2 separate regions of the Mus musculus genome follow, and region 2 is linked to region 1. A link is a contact called in public HiChIP or PLAC-seq data. All regions are on one chromosome and are shown on one strand. The core of a region is the stretch at or near the end of the contact, and the rest is flanking DNA. Distances in the headings are between cores, read along the strand shown.

The links. HiChIP or PLAC-seq counts read pairs in DNA pulled down with a chosen protein or histone mark.
Region 2: an H3K27ac HiChIP or PLAC-seq map of embryonic stem cells shows a contact between it and region 1, with 20 times the contacts expected there. The contact joins the enhancer-like site here to the promoter of Triml2 in region 1. A contact is called at or near these places in 8 of 484 Hi-C or Micro-C datasets (embryonic stem cells, extraembryonic ectoderm and stem cell-derived primordial germ cell-like cells), 9 of 115 datasets of contacts at active chromatin or transcription factors (embryonic stem cells and stem cell-derived neural progenitor cells) and 1 of 9 other capture datasets (embryonic stem cells).

The regions. Positions count from the first base shown.
Region 1 is chr8:43,177,123-43,183,608 of GRCm38.p6, forward strand. Triml2 (tripartite motif family-like 2) reads left to right here and starts at 3,414. Exons shown (of 8, transcript NM_001381929.1): 1 at 3,414-3,490; 2 at 6,000-6,243. The coding sequence starts at 6,058. It also overlaps a transcript of Triml1 not described here.
Region 2 is chr8:43,316,197-43,322,671 of GRCm38.p6, forward strand. No RefSeq gene overlaps it. Among named protein-coding and RNA genes, the nearest start is that of Zfp42, 12 kb to the left of the region's middle. Within about 2 kb of position 4,780, at least 14 of the 459 cell types and tissues checked have an H3K27ac peak or open chromatin away from gene starts, as enhancers often do. A contact at or near this core is called in embryonic stem cells and extraembryonic ectoderm, where this site is marked.

The DNA.
Region 1 (6,486 bases), core at 2,164-4,663:
AGGCAACTGTCATGGCTGTTCTTGGTTGTCAACTTGACTACATCTCAAATTAACTGATCCATACCTTCTGCTGGAAGCCTACATAAGGGCCTGGAGGAAGGCAGCTTTTGCCCTTTGTCTGCTCTGACCTTGCTAACAAGTCCATTCCTTTACTGGCATTAGTGCCTACTTCTTTAGAATTCCAGCATACACTCAAGACCAGGTGGAATGTTCAGCCTCCAGGACTGAACAACTACCGGATTCTTAGACCTTCCATTCATAGGCAGCCATTGTTGGAGTACGTGGACCAAACCCTGAAAGTCAGGCAAATAAATCCCCTTTTCACTTAGAGAGGGATTCATTCTATAAGTTTTGTTACTCTAGAGCAGCAGTTCTCAACCTGTTAGGGGTTGGAGGTAGGGGATTAAATGACCCTTTCACAGGGGTCATCTAAGATCATCAGAAGACACAGATATTCAGAATGGCTAAGATCAAAAATGCAGGTGACAGCAGATGCTGGTGAGAATGTGGAGAAAGAGGAGCACTCCTCCATTGATGGTGGGACCGCAAGCTGGTACAACCACTCTGGAAATCAATTATGTGGTTCCTCAGAAAATTAGAAATAGTTCTACTTAAAGACCCAGCTATACCACTCCTGGGCATATACCCAAAAGATGGCCCAACATATAACAAGGACACATGCTACGCTATGTTTATAGCAGCCTTATTTATAGTAGCCAGGAGCTGGAAAGAACCCAGATGTCTCTCAAAAACGGATACAGAAAATGTGGTACATTTACACAGTGGAGTACTACTCAGCTATTAAAAAACAATGATTTCATGACATTCACAGGCAAATGGATGGAACTAGAAAATATCATCCTGAGTGAGGTAACTCAGTCACAAAAGAACACACATGGTATGTACTCACTGACAAGTGGATAGTAACCCCAAAGCTCAGAATACCCACAATACAATTCACAGACCACCTGAAGCTCAAGAAGAAAGACCAAAGTGTGGATGCTTCAATCCTACATAGAAAGGGGAGCAAAATAATCACCGGAAGTAGAGGGAGGGAGGGACCTTTGAGGGAGAGAAGAGGGAGAGTGTAAAAAGGGAAGCAGGATCAGGTATGGGGAGGGACAGAAGAGAAGTACAGAAGGCCAGGAAATTGAATAGAAATATCCATTGGACTGAGCTGGGGAACCCCAGTGGAAGAGGTAGGGGAAGGGCTGAAGGAGCTGAAAGGTAAGTGGACCTCTGAATTCAAGACCAGACTTGTCTATACAGCATGTTCCAGACCAGCCACAGCTAGACAGTGAGAACTTGTTCCAAAAAGCAAGCGACTTTGGAGGCCACAAGGGGGCACCGGTTCCCTTGAACTGGAGTAACAGGCAGTGGTCCGCAGCCTAACTTGAATTACTGTGAATTTAACTCTGGTCCTTTGCAAGAGCCTTAAGCACTGGTCAATCTTTCTTGTCCCTACTTCTAATGAACAGGACAAACTTAGAGAAAACAAGACAGCTAGAAGCCAGTCCTTCCTTTCAGAGCATGGTGCTGTCTGTACACATGAAATTTTCAGCACTATGGAATCTGAGGCAGGAGTGCCACAAGTTTAAACTCAGCTTTCTATATATAGCAAAAGGCTGGTGACACAGGCCTTTAATCCCAGCACTTGGGAGGCAGAGGCAGGTGGATTTCTGAGTTCAAGGCCAGCCTGGTCTACAAAGTGAGTTCCAGGAGAGCCAGGACTATACAGAGAAACCCTGTCTTGTTGAAACTCTCTCTCTCTCTCTCTCTCTCTCTCTCTCTCTCTCTCTCTCTCTCTCTCACACACACACACACACACACACACACACACACACAAGGCTGTCTCAAAACCCAAAAAGGGGGCAGGTCAAAATCTCACACATGTTTTTTGCCCCAAGGCTTAGAAGAAAAGAGATTGGGTATATTTTTAAAAAGAAAATCCTCTCCAGACTAAAGAAATAGGGAAAAAAAAAAAAGAAGAAGGTGGTTTATCTGAGAAAGCAAGCGTGAGGAATTCAGTTTAGGGAGAAGGTACAGAGAATCTCTCCAGACAGGAGAGCCACGGTGCTAGATGCCTAGTGCTGAATCTGATCTGGAAGATCAGGAGAGCCAGGTAGGAGGATTTGCTGGTTGTCATGCCAACTGCTTAAAAAAAAATAAAATTAGATTTAAAACCCTCTCTCCTTTGCTTAGCAAGGATTGGCGCATGACATAATCCCTGTCAGAGACAGGACTGTAAGATTAGGGAACTAGAGAGATTTTCCTCTTCACTGGGCCCGCCCCTTCCTCCCCCACACCCCCTCCTGAGACAAAGTCCTTAGGCAGGCGGTTATCTCCCTGCAAAGCAGTGACCCTTCCCTGAAGCAAACATTCTGGAGAACCAAGTGAGTCATTCTTCTCTAGTGAAAAAGCATTAGCAGTTAAAGATAAGAGGCTGAGGCTGAGGAAAACAAGACAGATCCTGCAAAGTAGTCTCATGGTCTGCATTCCTATTAATGATCACCACACATAGGGCACAACATCTTAAAAGTACCTTTCTCTTTTGTTTTATAGTTTTTAAATTTGCTTTTAATTACCTTAAGGAATTAAAAAAATACATTTTGCTTTAGTTGGCCCCCTTCCTCTCCCTCCATCTCCCTGGGGGACTCCTCCATTAAACCCTTCCATCTCTGCTGTTCCATTTTCCTCTTTCACACCCCATCCCAATGTATGCTCTCTCTTCTCTCTCTCTCTCTCTCTCTCTCTCTCTCTCTCTCTCTCTCTCTCTCTCTCTCTCTCTCTCTCTCTCTCTCTCCCCCCCCCCCGTGTCTGTCTGTCTGTCTGTCTGTCTGTCTGTCTGTCTGTCTGTCTGTCTTTTATAAATCAGGCTGGTCTCGAACTCAATCCACAGACATCCTCCTGCCTCTGCTGTCCCCCTCCCACCATGCTAGGACTAAAGGCATGCACTGCTACACACAGCTTTTTACTATTATTATTATTATATAAAATTCGAGGATGAATGGATAGATTAGTAGTGGTTTATCTGTTTTCAGAATCTCTGTGATCCAAGCTGGGTAGGAACTCACCTCTTATCCTGGGTCCACTTCAAATTTGCAGCAATCCTCCTGACTCAGCCTTTCCAATTCAGGGACTATCAGCAATGTGCTATCCAATCTGTCTGGGCCTGAGATCACACCCAAGGTCTGTGTTTTACCGAAGAGTTTTCAGCCAAGGTCAGTGTTTTACTGAAGAGTTTTCAGACAACTGTTTAGAAATGTAAATTAACCTACCTAGGAGGTGGGGCCAGGAAACAGATTCAAAAGTATCTGAAGCCACTTCTGCTGCTTCCGGACCAATCCGGACCAATCCGGTAATAAAGGTCGAAATGGCCGGTTTATGTGACGCTTTGTGAGACCCGGAACTGACCTTCGTACTGAAGTCTCTGGTCTCCACTGGCTGTGGCTTTCCCTGAAGGAAATCCTTAAGATTTCTGGAAAGGAAGGTGAGTTTTCCCGCTTTGCATCATCATTTCCGTAATCATACTTTTTGTTTGTTTGTTTGTTTGTTTTCCAACGACTAAGTTTTTTAAACATTTATTTTGTGTGCGCATGTGGGGGGTGGGGTGGGGGTTGCGGGGAGACCTGGCTTGGTGGTCAGGCTTAAGGAAGTCATCGGTTTGGTTCTCTCCGTCCAACCCGGAGGGCCTGAGGATTCTGCCTTCGGGCTTGGCAGAAGCGGCCTTCACACACCATCAAGGCGGGCCAACTTTTTATTTAAAAAATAAATTAGTTGATTTATGTATGGGAGCGTTGTTCTGCAAGCATACCTGGTGCCCTCGGAGGCTAGAGGAGGGTGTTGGGTCCACCACGAACTGGAGCCACAGATGGCTGAGTCGACTTGGGGGGACACTAGACTTGAACCTCCACAAGTAGCCCAGACTGGGGATGTTTCTGGGACACCATTAAAATACTTAAACTTTTTAATGAGACTGGGCCTCGCTTTGGACTGCTGTTAGCTGTTGAACTCACAGCCTTAGCTTCCCAAGTGCTGGAGTTACAAGCCGGTTGTGAACTATCCTGCCTGATCAAATTCAACAACTTAATTTTGGTATCCTTGGAAGCTTGATGGATGGTTGATTGATGGATGGTAGTGGTCCCTAGATGAGAGACTTGGGGGGTGGGCAGTAAAAGAATAAAAGAACGCCTGAGAAAGGCAAGACAAAAGGTAAATGATACATTCAGGAAAGCAAGCCCAGGGAGGCGGGAATTTCCTGGGGTTTTTTGGTTTTGGTTTTGATTTTTTTGAGTCAGGGTTTCTCTGTGCATCCCTGACTGTCTTCAACCCTCGCTGTAGATCAGGCTGACCTCAAACTCTAAGAGATATGCCTGGCTCTGCCTCTCTGCTGCCTCCTTAATGCTAGGACTAAAGGCACACACAATCTGGCCTGAATTTCTTGGTTTTGTTTTTTATTAAAAACTAATATTTGACCTGTCCTTTTGATTTGCTTTAACCTTTTGCTGACTGATAGAAGTCTTCCCCTCCAAAACAAAAACAAACAAACAAACAAAAACCCAAGAAAAAGACAAACAAATGACAACAAAAATACTGTTTTTAAGGATGGCTGGAGAGATGGCTCAGCGGTTAAGAGCACTGACTACTCTTCTGGAGGTCCTGAATTCAAATCCCAGCAACCACATGGTGGCTCACAACCATCTGTAATGAAATCGAATGCCCTCTTCTGGTGTGTCTGAAAACAGCTACAGTGTACTTACATATAGTAAATAAATAAATCTTAAAAAAAAAAAAAGATGGATATGGGGGCACACTTAATCCAAGTACTGGGGAGACAGGCTGGAAGATCTCTGAGTTCTAAGCCAGCTTGGTCTACATAGCAAGTTCAAGGACCTAGGGAAACCCTCTCTCACAAAAAAAGATATAAAGATGGTATATATATATATGATGGGGTCAGAAATCCGTCTGCCTTGGGTGCTTTTCAAAACACCAATAAAAACATAAAATCTTCCACTTTAAGATTTGTGTAGCTGAATGTGGCAGTAAGCACATTTTAATCCTAGCACTCAGGATGCAGAGTTGCATAGTGAGATCCTATCTAAAAACAAAATAAGATATCTAAGTATAATATTTTTTAAAAGAAATCTATGTATATTTTTTAGTTGTTCGAAACAGGGTTGCCCTCAAACTCATAGATATCTGCCTACCTCTGCTTCCAGGGCGCTGGGATACCAAGTATGTACCATGTCACTTTGCAATATTTATTTTGCTCTTTGCAGGTATGTGGCTTAGGGAGGGGGTAGCCATGATGCAGGTATGTGGCTTAGGGGAAGGGTAGCCATGATGCAGGAATGTGGCTTAGGGGGAGAGGGTAGCCATGATGCAGGAATGTGGCTTGGGGGAGGGTAGCCATGATGCAGATATATGTACCTAAGTGTAGGCACCCAAAGAAGTAAAAAATTTTGGATGCCCCAAAGCTGGAGTTAGTACTGGCTTTTGTGAACTCCACATCTCTATAAGAGCAGTACACATTCTTAACCTCTAAGTCATCTCTCTTGACCAACGATATATTCTTTAAAATATATATGTAACCAAAATATTATACTTAAATATTGTAAGAAATATATTGTGTCTTAAACATTAATTCAAAAAGTAAAAGGATGGTCCCACCTATAATCCCATCTCCAGAGGGACTGAAGGAGGAGAGGAAGGAAGAGAGGTTGGTACACTGTAGTATTCACATTTTGCCTTCTGTTGACTTGTAGAGAAATGTGCTCTTCTGCTGTTGCTTACAGTTAGTCTGTAAAGCTATTGCTGAGCTATCAGAAGGCTTAATCTTGTCTGGCCGGGGATACTGCTGTGACTCTGTCTCCATCCTCACTCAGCCCAGGACTACTGAAAAGCTAGTTGGATTCTACTGCACTGTAGCTCCTGAGGGTACCAAGTGGGCCTGCTTCAGATCACAATGTTGCCTCTGCTTATCTCTTGTTCATCGGCAGGGAAGAAGTCCACATCGGAAACAAGCAGTCGAGTGTTCATCTGGTGCCACTGACTAGAATGTCCCAAGCGCCCAAGCCCCAGTTACCTGGCAACACAGAGGATCCAAACTGCGGGACACACCCGGAGCCATCGCAGTTCTTCAGTGATGATGACCAAGTCATAGTTTGCAGCAAATGTTTCCAGTCTCCAGAGCACAAGCAGCATGGGGCATACGGTATCCAAGAAGCTGCTGAGTATTACAGGGTAAGCTTTAAGGAAAATCTGCAGGAGTCTGAGTGACTTCTGGATGACTGATTGACTGATGACACAGATGTAGTGGTTCTCCAAAAATGATACCTGGGTGTTGATTTAAGAAATACCACAAGCCAGGTGGTGGTGGCACAGATCTTTAATCCCAGCACTCTGGAGGCAGGGCCAGGCGAATCTCCAAGTTTGAGGCCATCCCGGTCTACAGATCAAGTTCTGGGACTGCCAGGGTTGGTTTCA
Region 2 (6,475 bases), core at 3,530-6,029, 140 kb after region 1:
TGCTACCATCCGTAGGCAAGGGGGCCACCCAGCTGCCACTGGGTCTAGCTTTTTGGACAGGTAGGCCACAGGCCGACGCCAAGGTCCCAGTTTTTGCGTTAGGACGCCTTTGGCGTAGCCCTGCTTCTCGTCGACAAAGAGTTCAAAGGGCTTAGTCAAATCTGGCAATCCCAGGGCGGGGGCAGTTAGAAGGGCCTGTTTGATTTCTTGATAGGCCTTTTGCTGGTCTGGGCCCCAATTAAACAGAGTCCCCGTTTTGGTAAGAGGATACAAGGGGGCTGCCATTTCCGCAAACCCAGGGATCCAGAGGCGACAGAAGCCTGCCGTCCCTAGGAACTCCCTTAGTTGTCGAGGGGTCTTCGGAGTAGGCTGCCCCATCACAGTCTCTTTTCTGGCCTCAGTCAGCCATCTCTGACCCTCTTTTAGAAGATACCCCAGATACTTGACCTGTTTCTGGCAAAGTTGGGCTTTCTTGGCCGAGGCCCGATACCCGAGGTTTCCTAGGGTTTGTAACAGGGCCCGAGTACCTTGTTGGCAGTCGAGCTCAGAAGTGGCGGCCAGTAGTATGTCATCCACGTACTGTAGCAGGATCAAGTCTGGGTGCTGGATCCGGAAGTCTGCTAGGTCTCTGTGCAGTGCCTCATCAAACAGGGTGGGACTGTTTTTGAAACCCTGTGGGAGTCTGGTCCAGGTCAATTGTCCTGAGATTCCCATCCCTGGATCTCTCCACTCAAAGGCGAAGAGAGGCTGACTGGTGGGGTGGAGTCTCAGGCAGAAAAAGGCATCCTTTAAATCAAGCACAGTGTACCACTGGTGGGACGGTGGGAGCCCGCTCAAGAGGTTGTAAGGGTTGGGCACGGTGGGGTGGATGTCTTCCACCCGCTTGTTGACTTCTCTCAGATCCTGGACAGGCCTGTAATCATTAGTCCCTGGTTTCTTAACGGGTAGCAGGGGCGTGTTCCAGGGGGACTGGCAGGGTACCAGTATTCCCTGGTCCAACAGCCTCTGTATGTGGGGCTTGATCCCCAGTCTGGCTTCCTGTGACATGGGGTATTGTTTTATGGACACGGGGGTAGAGGTTGCCTTTAGAGGTATAATCAGAGGCGCTTGGCGAACTGCCAGTCCCATGCCCCCGGTTTCTGCCCAGGCCTGGGGAAAATCAGAAAGCCATGTGGACCCTAGAGAAACATCCGGCTCTTTTGAGGTCTCATGTAGCCGATACTCATCTTCTATGTTTAGGGTCAGCACTTGCAGGGGCTGTCCCATTGGTCCCACAACCTGAGCTCCTGATCCCTCGAAGTGGATCTGGGCTTTTAGTTTAGTCAGCAAGTCTCTTCCTAGCAGAGGATAGGGGCAGTCTGGTACATGGAGGAAAGAGTGGGTGACCTTACCGGTAGCTAGATGTACTTTGCGATCCGTGGTCCAGCGATACCGCTTTCCTCCAGTAGCCCCTTGGACCCAGGCAGACTTGTCACTTAGGGGTCCAGGATTTTGGGTCAGCACGGAGTGTTGGGCCCCAGTATCTACCAGGAAGGTGACGGGTTGCCCCCCGACTTTGAGGGTTATCCTGGGTTCAGGGGGGGGCTCCTGACCCTGACCTCCCTAGTCACCTAAGGTCAGGAGGGAGGTCTGGGGCCTCGGTCCTCGGGGCCCTCGTGGCTTCTTTGGGCAGTCCTTAGCCCAGTGTCCCTTTTCTTTGCAGTAGGCGCATTGGTCCTTATCAAGTTGGGGCCTCCTCCGCTCTCCCCCCTGTCTATCCTGTCTCTGACCAATAACTACAGTGGCCAAGAGCTTGCTCATCTCTCTATGTCTTCTGCGGTCCCTTTCTTTCTCTCTCTGCTCATCCTCTGCCCTACGGCGTTCTTCTTTTTCCTCTGTTTCTCTCCTGATACGTTCCTCTCTTTCTTCCGGGGTTTCTCGCTTATTAAAGATCCTTTCAGCTTCCCTCACTAAGTCTCCTAAGGTCTTGCTCTTTAAGTCTTCTAACCGCTCTAACTTTCGCCCGATATCCGGGGCAGACTGCCAGATGAATGACATAGACACATTGGTTTCTTGCCCTGGGTCCTCAGGGTCATAAGGAGTGTACCTGCGATAGGCCTCCTTGAGTCTCTCTAAAAAGGCTGAGGGAGACTCATTAGGTCCCTGGGTTATCCCTTTTACCTTGGCCAAATTGGTGGGGCTCCTGCCCGCGTTTTGGAGACCCGCTAAGAGCAACTGGCGATAGAGGACTAGGTGGTTCCTACCTTCTGTAGTGGTGTAATCCCAATCGGGGCGTTCAAGGGGAAAAGCAGCATTGACTTCATTAGGCAACTGAGTGGGGCGTCCATCATTGCCCCGGACTGCCTTTCTAGCCTCTAGGAGCACCCGCTGCTTTTCTTCTCCGGTCAGCAGGGTCCCCAACAACTGCTGACAGTCGTCCCAGGTGGGCTGGTGGGTGATGAGGACGGACTCAATCAAGGCCGTCAATTTACCTGGGTCTTCAGAAAAGGAAGGGTTATTATTTTTCCAATTATATAAGTCTGAGGAGGAAAACGGCCAGTACTGAAGCTGGCCATCTCCCCCCATGCGGAGTGGGAATGCCTGGGAGGAGGTGGAGTCCGCTGCGGGAGGGTCTCTCCTTCCCCGCAGTCGAGACACCATGGGAGAAGGGGGGGAAACCTCGGAGGTGGTGGCCGCCTCTTCTTTATCGTTCCCTCTGGCAGAGGAGGAAGGTTGTGCTCCGTACGGCGGGGGGTCCTCTGTGAGAAGGTCAATGAGAGGTCCGCCGTTATCAGGGAGAACCTGGGGCTTAGGAGGTTTGGGCTTTATAGAGGGGGTAAGGGCAGGGTAAAGGGCAGATCGGGACGGAGGTTGCGCAGAAGGACCGGGCGGGAGGACGGGAGCTGTCGGTAAAGGAGGGGGTTTTGGGGAGACAAACGGTTTGACCCACGGAGGGGGGTCATAGGCAAGTGCCTCCCAGGTGACGATATATGGGACCTGATCCGGGTGTCCGTGGGGACCAGGACAAAACACTCTAGACTTGACCTGAGAGATAATACCTAAATTAAAAGTACCATCCTGAGGCCATCCCACATTGAAAGTTGGCCATTCGGCGGAACAGAAGGTAACCCAGCGCCTCTTCCTGACATCCACAGACTGATTGGATGCAATGCGCTGGACATCTCCCCAGTGCTGCAAGGTTAGACTCAGAGGGGTAGTTACGGTCTGTCCCATGATCTCAAAAACACTTAAAGACAGGAGAAAACTAACGAAGAACAAAAGAACAACAAACAAATCAGACGCGCGGCGCGGTTTCGGCGTAAAACCGAAAGCAAAAATTCAGACGGGGGAGGGAAGTGTCTCTGCCTCTCGTCCCCCGACAAAGCCACGTACCCCTCGGACAGTGGAGGAGCTCCAAAAAGTCCGACTCGGGCAGGTTAACTGATACAGAATGGGCCACAAAACGGGCCCCCGAGGCCGCTGGGACGTCTCCCAGGGCTGCGGCCGGGAATACGAACTCGTCAGTTCTTCCGCGGAACCGCCAGATACAGATCTAGTTAGCCAACTAGTACAGACGCAGGCGCAAACATTAGATGCCGGCACAAACACGCACGGAGACAGAGACAGACACGAAACGACCGCTGGCCAGCTTACCTCCCGGCGGGGGTCGGTGGTCCCTGGGCAGGGGTCTCCTAATCTCGGTGGAACCTCCAAATGAAAGACCCCCGAGGTGGGTAGTCAATCAATCTGAGGAGACCCTCCCAAGGATCAGCGAGACCACGATTCGGATGTAATCAGCAAGAGGCTTTATTGGGAACACGGGTACCCGGGCGACTCAGTCTTTCGGAGGACTGGCGCGCCGAGTGTGGGGTTTTTACCCTTTTTATAGGGCTGGGGAGCAAAAAGCGCGGGTACAGAAGCGAGAAGCGAGCTGAGTGGTTAGTTCAAATCAAGGCTTGGGGTATTTCCTGGTCATTTGGGGAACCTGAAACTGAGGTGGGACTTTTTCAGAAACTGTTGCTGGTTCCGCCTTATCTGGGTATCATCTGTTCTTGGCCCTGAGCCGGGGCCCAGGTGGGTACCATCGGTTCTTGGCCTTGAGCCGGGGCCCCGGTGGGTACCATCGGTTCTTGGCCCTTGTCCTAGTATTATTCAGCCTTGATTTTAACTGTTAATCTTTAACTGAACTTTCTTGTAACTTTTGAGAACTCAGCTCTGGTACTTTTTCATGCCTTGCAAAATGGCGTTACTGCAGCTAGCTTGCTAAGCCTTATGGTGGGGTCTTTCAGACCAGGCTGGCCTTGAACTCAGAAATTTACCTGCCTCTGCCTCCCGAATAACCGAATAACGTTATTAAGTTCCTAGCACTAGGGAGGTAGAGGCAGGGCAGGGGGTGGTGTGGGGATCTTTGAGGCCAACTTTACAAAGCGCGTTCCGGTTCCAGGAAAAGGTCTGGGGGGGGGGGAACTATGTAAATAAATAATTAATTAAATAAAGAGATTTTTGAGCGGGGTGGTAGCTCACAAGACCAGGTAGGACGGATATGGCTTTGCGCAGGCAATTAGTTTCTAAGAGCTCTCATTCAGTGAATGTGAACAGTGCCTTTTACAAAAGATGCTTGGGTGAAAGGACAGAGGAAGGTCGAGGGGGTGTGGCTTTGAGCAGGCAATTGGCTCCCCAGAGCTCAGATTTTATGAATGTGAACAGTACCCTTTTAAAAAGAGGCTAGGGTGTAGGCACAGACGGGGGTTCTCAGGGGTGTGGTGTTGAGCAGGTGTTCACCTCCTAAGAGCCCTGATTTTATGAATGTGAACTGTACTCTTAAAAAAAGATGCTTGAGGGCAGGGTGGTGGCACAGGAATTTGAGTCCAGTCTGATTTACATAGTGAGTTCCAGGTCCTCGGGTTTGGGGGAGGGGTGAAATGGGGGCGGTTCCGTAGTGAAGCTTTGTGTCAAGGAAAAATAGGAGAGGTGCTTTTGAGAGTCCTTAGGTCACTCAAGGACACATAAGAGGCATCACCTGTAAGGAACGGGCTTTCCATAGACTTGAGGTCCAACGTTGCCATGATCTGAGACTTCTTAGCCTCCAGAAGTACAAATGAATTTCTGTTGCTTAAGAAGGATTTAATCTGCTGGGCAGTGGTGGCGCATGCCTTTAATCCCAGGACTTGGGAGGTAGAGTCAGGCAGATTTCTGAGTTCGAGGGCAGCCTGGTCTACAAAGTGAGTTCCAGGACAGCCAGGGCTATAGAGAGAAACCATGTCTTGCAAAAAACAAACAAACAAACAAAAACCATAAAAACAAAAGATCAACAAAGAATGTACACCAAAAAATTTACAACTTGTTCAAGTGCCCTCTTTTTCCCAATACGCTTTTTGCTGCCCTGCTGAAGAACCCATTAAAACTGGGGGACTTAGCCCGGTGTGGTGGCGCACGCCTTTAATCACAGCACTTGGGAGGCAGAGGCAGGCGGATTTCTGAGTTCCAGGACAGCCAGGGCTATTCAGAGAAACCCTGTCTCGGAAAAACAAAAACAAAAACAAAAACAAAACTGGGGGGCTTTCCTAAGTTAACTCAGACTTACTTACAGCCCTTCTCATATTTCCTTCTCAGGGTTTTGAATCAAGCTCAAATAGAATGGTCTTTCAGTTATTATTTTTATTATTATTATTTTATCTTAGCATGCTCTTGAATTTGTGCATGGATTGAAAAGCTTTTATAAGGAGTTTCCATGTACACTTTAACCAGCCTGTCTTAAGTTTCACATATTATATAGCCAAGTTCCATTTACTGTAAGAATTCTCCAATGGCATAAAGCTACTAACCAAACTCTAGACTTCCTTAGACTGAAGCAGTTTTTCCATGAATGCACTTTTATCTTTTCCAGGGTCCAATCCAGGATGCCATTTTGCATTTAGAACCAAGTCAAAAGGCAGATATTCAGTTCCACCACCGTAAAATCCCAGTTCAAACTCAGAAAATGTAATTTATGTCCTTGAATATATGTTCTTGTACCACTCCCATAACAGTCAGGCCTACCTACAATCACAAATTGACACTTTTTGCAAGCCTTTCAGTGAGAATTTAGAGTTCATAGAAACCTTTGGGAAGCTCAATGCTCAATGCTGTGTCTACCTCTACCGAACCATCTGGAATTAAAACATTGTATTTGATATCATCTAGCCTTCAAATGGGAGTTTGTATGTAAGATGTGGAAAATGAATAACCAAAAACGTCCACTTCTCTGTAGGCTTTTCTGGACTTCACAAGGTCCAGAGTGTGAAATGGAGGTTGTGTAGAACAATTCGGTGATTGGCTTGTGTATGATATTTGAAAAAGTGACAGTGCATGATGTTTATACTTAGTGATACTGGCTGGCCTTATCCCAGCAGCGCAAGATCTAGAAAATAAACACTTTGGCAACAGGTGGTTACATACAGCCTTGATAGTCATTTAGGGTTGCTGAGATGGCTCAACAGGTAAGGAAGGGTACCTG